2 separate regions of the Mus musculus genome follow, and region 1 is linked to region 2. Evidence: chromatin contacts called from public HiChIP or PLAC-seq data. All regions are on one chromosome and are shown on one strand. The core of a region is the stretch at or near the end of the contact, and the rest is flanking DNA. Distances in the headings are between cores, read along the strand shown.

Evidence for each region. HiChIP or PLAC-seq counts read pairs in DNA pulled down with a chosen protein or histone mark.
Region 1: a contact with region 2 is called in a FOXA1 HiChIP or PLAC-seq map of pancreatic cancer cells. The contact joins two enhancer-like sites. A contact is called at or near these places in 1 of 15 datasets of contacts at CTCF or cohesin (large pre-B cells), 1 of 484 Hi-C or Micro-C datasets (CD8 T cells), 5 of 115 datasets of contacts at active chromatin or transcription factors (CD8 T cells, memory CD8 T cells, pancreatic cancer cells and 1 more) and 1 of 9 other capture datasets (embryonic stem cells).

What each region holds. Positions count from the first base shown.
Region 1 is chr3:52,575,308-52,578,503 of GRCm38.p6, forward strand. No RefSeq gene overlaps it. Among named protein-coding and RNA genes, the nearest start is that of Gm40047, 3.2 kb to the right of the region's middle. Within about 2 kb of position 1,529, at least 40 of the 459 cell types and tissues checked have an H3K27ac peak or open chromatin away from gene starts, as enhancers often do. A contact at or near this core is called in pancreatic cancer cells, where this site is marked.
Region 2 is chr3:52,338,816-52,341,788 of GRCm38.p6, forward strand. The region is part of intron 1 of Foxo1 (forkhead box O1); the gene reads left to right. Among named protein-coding and RNA genes, the nearest start is that of Foxo1, 72 kb to the left of the region's middle. Within about 2 kb of position 1,721, at least 19 of the 459 cell types and tissues checked have an H3K27ac peak or open chromatin away from gene starts, as enhancers often do. A contact at or near this core is called in pancreatic cancer cells, where this site is marked.

The DNA of each region.
Region 1 (3,196 bases), core at 279-2,778, 240 kb after region 2:
ACATCTTCGAGGAACGATCTCCTTGATACGGTGGCAGCAGAGCACGTCAAAGTGAATGCAGAATTCAGGTCGGCTAGGAGCAGTCGCTATGCTGGGAGAGTTCTTTGTTTCTCTCTGGCATGTGGGTGCACAGCCTTTGATGTTAGAATTTTGGCTCATTAATAACTAATTTACATTTCCCAGACAGCAAATTGTGATCTGACACAAATTTATAAAAGAACTCCAAATGGTGAAACTCTTTTATACAATGAATCCTTTGTGGGCTTTCCTCCCTCCTTCCCTCTCCCTCTCCCTCCCTCTCTCTCTCTCTCTCTCTCTCTCTCTCTCTTTCTTTCTAACTTAAGGAGTTTGTGATTAAAATTTTAATGCAATCATTGAAGTCTCCCGGGCTACTTGAAAATAAAGTACCATCGTATTTCCTCATTCTCAGAGATCATGACAACTGGCTGTTCCCCAGTAGATGCTGTAAATGTTACAACTGCTTTTTCATCTGCTCTGAGCCTCAGATAAAATAGGATGTCCTCAGAGAGCCAGAGGGATGGCCCAGTAGAGAGGCTAGAGGCAGTGACAAACAGTGATGGAACTTTGTTCTTTGACTTTGGTGATCTGCAGGTTACGAGATCAGTAGATTCCATTTTGTATAAGATTTTTCCTTGGCTATTGGGACTCCCAGGGGTAATCCTCACCATTCTGGATGCCTAAAGCCAAACCATGAATTACTCTAAAAAGCACAGATAGGCAGTTACCAACCCTATTGGTGACCTTCTGGAAGGCCAGTTGAAAATCATGATGAAAAGCATGATGGGCTTTTGATGGCTAACTATCGACTTGATATAACCTAGGATCACCTGGGAAGAGGGTATCAATGAGGAAGTGTATAGATTTGGTTGGCTGTGGGTATGTAGGGATTGACTTAACTGCAGGCATTAATGTAAGAAGATCCATCCCACTGTTGGCAGCACCAATTCCCTAGGCAGGGGATCCCGAATAGTATAAGAAAGAAGAAAGTTAGCTAAGAGAAAGCAAGTAGGTAAGGATCTATGAGTTTAGTCTCTTTCCACTCTTAACTGTGAGCATGATACTTTAACTGCCTGCACAGATGTCCCCAGAACAATTGATTACGGTAACCTGGAATTGTGAACCAAATAAGTCCCCTTTTCTCCAAGTTGCTTTTTATCACAATAGCAGAAGTGTAGTATGAATTTTCCATATTTTACTCCGTGTTTCTTTGGGCCATATGGTGGCCAAGAAGAGTCACAAACTGGCTGTTGGAAGACAAAGTTAAGTCTACCTCTGTCCCCCTCTGTCTTCCCCTGTTCAGCTCCTGTTCTATGGTTCCCAGTCATTAGTCTTTGAGAAAGGCTTTGTCTCCCAGTGTGTTGGTGACTCACTGATCCCTGGGGCAAGCAGGGCAAGGCTCCCCTTTGTGCCAGAATAAGAAAGTGCCACGTGTGTATAGCCACCTGGAAATACCTTTCCCCAAAGACAAAAGGAGTTCTGTGTGTGAATAGAAAGGAGGCAGAACCGAAAAGTGGATCAGTCAACTGGCTGTGGGCAGGGCGGTGGGGTGGAGCTATGGAACAAGACAAGAAGTAGCTCAGTGGTTGTGTCACTTCTGGCAAAGGACTTGGTTTTTCTGAACGACTCTTGTAGAAATAGTATAGGCAGCAGTCATAGGTTTGTTGTGCAACAGAAATAGCCAGGATGGAAAGGTCTTTAGGCTGGCATCACTTGAGGTCAGCTTGTAAATGATCAACACAGCAGGAACCAAGTTGATGACATGCGGGGGAGCAAGGAGCCACTGGTTCCTTATATTGTTTTAATAACAGAAAGAATGCATTAGACATTCCAGGCAAGATTTCCACCTGGATGCAGTCCCAGATTTGAATTCATCTGTACGTGCCTTTGGAAAGAAGCCTTTCACAAGGAGGCTCTTTTTCTCTCCCAACTTCTTCCTTGCCACTGAAGGAACCTGGGGGTTGTCCTCCCAGCTTTGGTTGTAACAAGCAAGAAATCAGAGAGCCTGCTCCAGAGAGTGTAGTTCTGTAGAAAGCTAAGAAAATATCGTTTCCTTTTGAGATGGTCTTTAATTCAAGCAAAGAAGTGTATCCCAAGAAGGACATGAGCCATGCCTGGCTTGGGTGTGTGGGCTGGGACCAGAGAGATCGGATTGGCTCGTTCTTCCTCTGAAGACCACTTTGTGAGTCACAAGGGATGAAGAAATCACTCTGTGTGTGTCTTGATCATAACGAGGCTCTATAACATTTTGGGTATTTAAGAATGAACACCACTGTCATGCTTACTAGTTTGATTCTCTTGTGTCCTGAGGTGTTTAAGAGACACCTATGTGTTTGTGTGTGTGTGTGTGCACACATGTGTGTGTGTGTAGGTGTCCCGTGCAGGTATATGCACATAACTGCATTTACACATGGAAGCCAGATGTCAACTTTGGGTGTCATTCTTCAGGAATCACCCACCTTATTTTTTTGAGACAGAATCTCTTACTGGGTCCTAGTGCCTGCCCATCAGACTAGGCTAGCTATTTTAATCGGAAATCTCATATCTTCTGTCATTTCATTGGCTTTAGCTCTATCTTTGAGCCTTAGGTAGTGGCCTAAGTATGGATGGATGACTGTTGATACAAGTAAGGACCCAGGAGGTGCTGTGATAATTACAAGTGAACATAATGGCAAGGGAAAACTTGTGTCTGCGCATATCTGCTTTTTCCTTGACCGCTGGTCTTAGTTTCCAGAAGGACTTGGGCCACAGGAAGGCTTTGAAATAGTGTCGGTGAATGGTATATATAGCAGTTGTGACTTGTCAGAAATGTTCACACAGCAAGATTAAAGACAAAAAAATCTGGTGACATGGTGGTGAAAGAAAATCCTCTGAGTGACAACTAAAGCCACCACATGCATTGGGCTTCATCAAGGGACTGGTATGTCCAGGCCTAGATGTCATATGTCAAGTTGTGTGGGTCTTTTGCTTAGAGCTGGCTGGAAGTTGGTTACCTGAAGTCACCACACAGCTTCAGAGGGACCCCATGCCACACCTCCACCTAGTTTCCTAAGTCTGCTGGAGGTCAAGGCTTCATTTCAGGTCTTGGTGTTTCCAGGATGCTTATGGACTCTTTAGACCTGGTTTAGGTGGAGCTCAGTAGAGAATTCTTGTCTGTGATCTTTGGAAACATGGGGCT
Region 2 (2,973 bases), core at 471-2,970:
ATAGGCTGCCAAAGATAAAGATATCAAAAATACTCTATAAACACTCCCAGAATTAAATCTGTAATCTATGTGAGGAGGAAAAACCACGAGGATTGCAGTTCAGCTGTGAGAACGTGGAAACAAGCCTGAGGAAGCCGTTAAACAGGAAGTTTGTGATGAATGACTTAATCGAGTTGGAACTATTCATGATGGCTTAAAAATTCCTGTTTATATATTCCTTACTTCCTATAACAAAGTAGCCAGTTTTATTTCCTTATGTTTGTGTCAAGTGATACCCAGGCCCTTCCATGCATACATGCTACCCCACTCTACCCTGTGTAGTCCTCTGATAGCCATTGACAGGTGTTAAGAGCCAATACTCATTGAGACCCTGACTGACTCATTCTAGGACCACCTCCATCTCAGGGAGGCTTCCCATGCTACCCACGAGTCCCCTCGCCTCTCCTTTTTGCTGCTATTTTACATGACAACTGTATCTCCCCCACCCTGTGTACTATGGAAGATCGCTTTAGAGGAATTTTCTTTACTCTGGAATGCTTTGAATAAGATGAAGCACTTTGGAGCAAAATGGGAATCCACAGCAGTTTGGTAACTACAGTTCCATGTCAGATGGCCTAGAAAGACGGTCGTGTCTTAGAGTGTAGACCAGATGAATGGTGAGTGTTAGAGCTTTGAGGACAGCTTTGGGATCACCAGAGAAGTGTCAGGACTTTAGTGTAGACAGGTTATGGTTTAGAGGGTGCTCAGGTGAGAATAGAGCTCTGAAATGAAACCATCTTTATGGAGAAAAAGCAAGGCTTCTCTTACAACATGCTTTTGAGTCAAATTTCATGTACACTATTAACAATTTATGTCTAAATGCACACAGACTGTCGAGTAAATGTCTCATGATTTCCTTCTCACAAGCACACTGGACACTAGTCATTATTAGTAGTAACTCAAATCGGAACTCTGAGTAGTGGAGTGGGCTTTGCTACTCTGAATCTTGAGTGTGTTTTCACATAGCAGTGTAAAAAGGAAGCACGAGGTGGCATCGATAGTTGCTGGGTGTCTGTAACAGCTGCACACAATTAGAAAGCTCAAAAATGAGGGAAAATACTTTGGGAAAATCTAGTTTGTCTAGCATTTTTTAAAGAATTTCCAAAATTCCTACAACTGGGCGCTTTTTAGCCATATGTTCCAGTCTCTGAGCATGAGATTCTTTGTGTTTGTTGTCGACACCTATGCAGTCAGGTGGCACTTCTCAGCAGACGGGGGTCTCTAGGGACCATTTCGTTTTCCTTGTGAGTTCTCGTAGCCTCTTTACATAGGCTTTCCCTGGGAAAATGCATACCTGAAACTCAGCGTAGCTTCTGTCATAAAGCACCCACAGGGTAGCAAGTCTTATTGTGTACATTGACTAGCCATTAGGGCAAACGCTGGGTTTTATAAAGCAGTAAGTGCAATGACTACTTCTCCCCCAGTGTGTTGTGTACTCATGTTACTCCAGTGTGTTGCTTTGCTTCTTGATACAAGTGAGTACTAAGAGGTGGTTTTGTCAGCTTGCAGCAGTGTAGTAGGGAATCACAAAGTCTTGCCCGAGTTCTAGCTAATGGGAGGGAGCTTCTTTCTGCTCTAGTTTCCCCCTTTCTAAAGTGTGACCAGTGACACCTGTCTACGTGTAGACTACCCCGTAGGGTGAGAAGAGATGTAGCCACAACAGTACACTAGAAAGGAAGAGCCGTAAGGTACAAAGGCCAGGATTTCATGAGCAAGGTGCAATCAGCATAAATTGCTGCCTGGTGGTTATTACTGTATGGAAAGAAAGACCAAGGGTGCACCTAGAATTGAAAAGTAGAAAGAAATAGGAAATGTAAAAAGACCCAGGCCAGGCCAGCAGGTAGTGGCCTTCGCACGGCTGAGAAGCTCAAGCGCTAAAGTATGGTTCAGGTCAGACGCCAGGGTTCTGAGAGCCAGGGACCTGGCAATCAGGATGAAGAGAGATGCCTCGGAAGCACCAGATCCAGCAGGTGACAGGAACTGAAACCAGTAAGCAGGGGCAGGGCAGGGTTTCCAGCAGGCTTAGGGGGTGGTGAGAGGCAGGCACGGAGTCTATGTTTGACTAACTTATGACTCGGTCCTCACCTCCGATTTTTGTTGGAGATTCAGCATTCCTAGAAGTCTACTATGATGGATGAGTAGTTTCCAATGTTTTGTTTTGCTTTTAAATCTCATGCCCTTTTTTGATAGGGCTTCAAGTTGTTCATGCAGTTCAGATATATTATGTATGTTCTATAGCACATTGTTAGACATAGTTTTTTGTGTGAGATTTAAAACTTCAAGGTAAATGCATATTTATAGATTCTGCACTTCAGTGATTGCCTGATAATTGCTTTTGACTGGGAGGATAAAAACATCTTGGTTGGAAGAACAAAGAACAAAATAACCCTGTCCTGTGTCTCTATGTGCCTGACATTTCCCACCCTAGGACAGTACAGTAGATCTCATTCAAAACCGACCCAGTGGAGAGACCCAGCTATGGTCATTAAAGCAGATCTGTTTTGGCCAGCCAGGACTAGAAAACTGACTGTAGTGTGTAAATTTAGGCAATGTGTGTGTTGAGAAACCATCAGACCCTTCCTTGACACGAGTTGCTATTTCCCATAAATAACATGAATGCTTTATACTAGTTGGAACACTGGAATCTGGTTATCTTATATGTATATCTTATATACATGTACAAAACATTATTATTCTAAAGATGCTGGTGTCCTAGTAGTGTTATTAACTAACTTCATTCCTATTGATGGAGACGGGCATTTTTACACATGCTGCCTTGTTGAGTATGTTGAACTGTCCTTGACATAGAAGCTGAGGAAGTTGACGGCTCCTAGAAAGCTCTGTGGGGGTCATCTGTTGGTTTGTCAAATGACTCTTACTATTCCCTTCCTTTCACAGAACCTCTGGAGGGTAGCCTGGGTCCTCCTTCCTTCC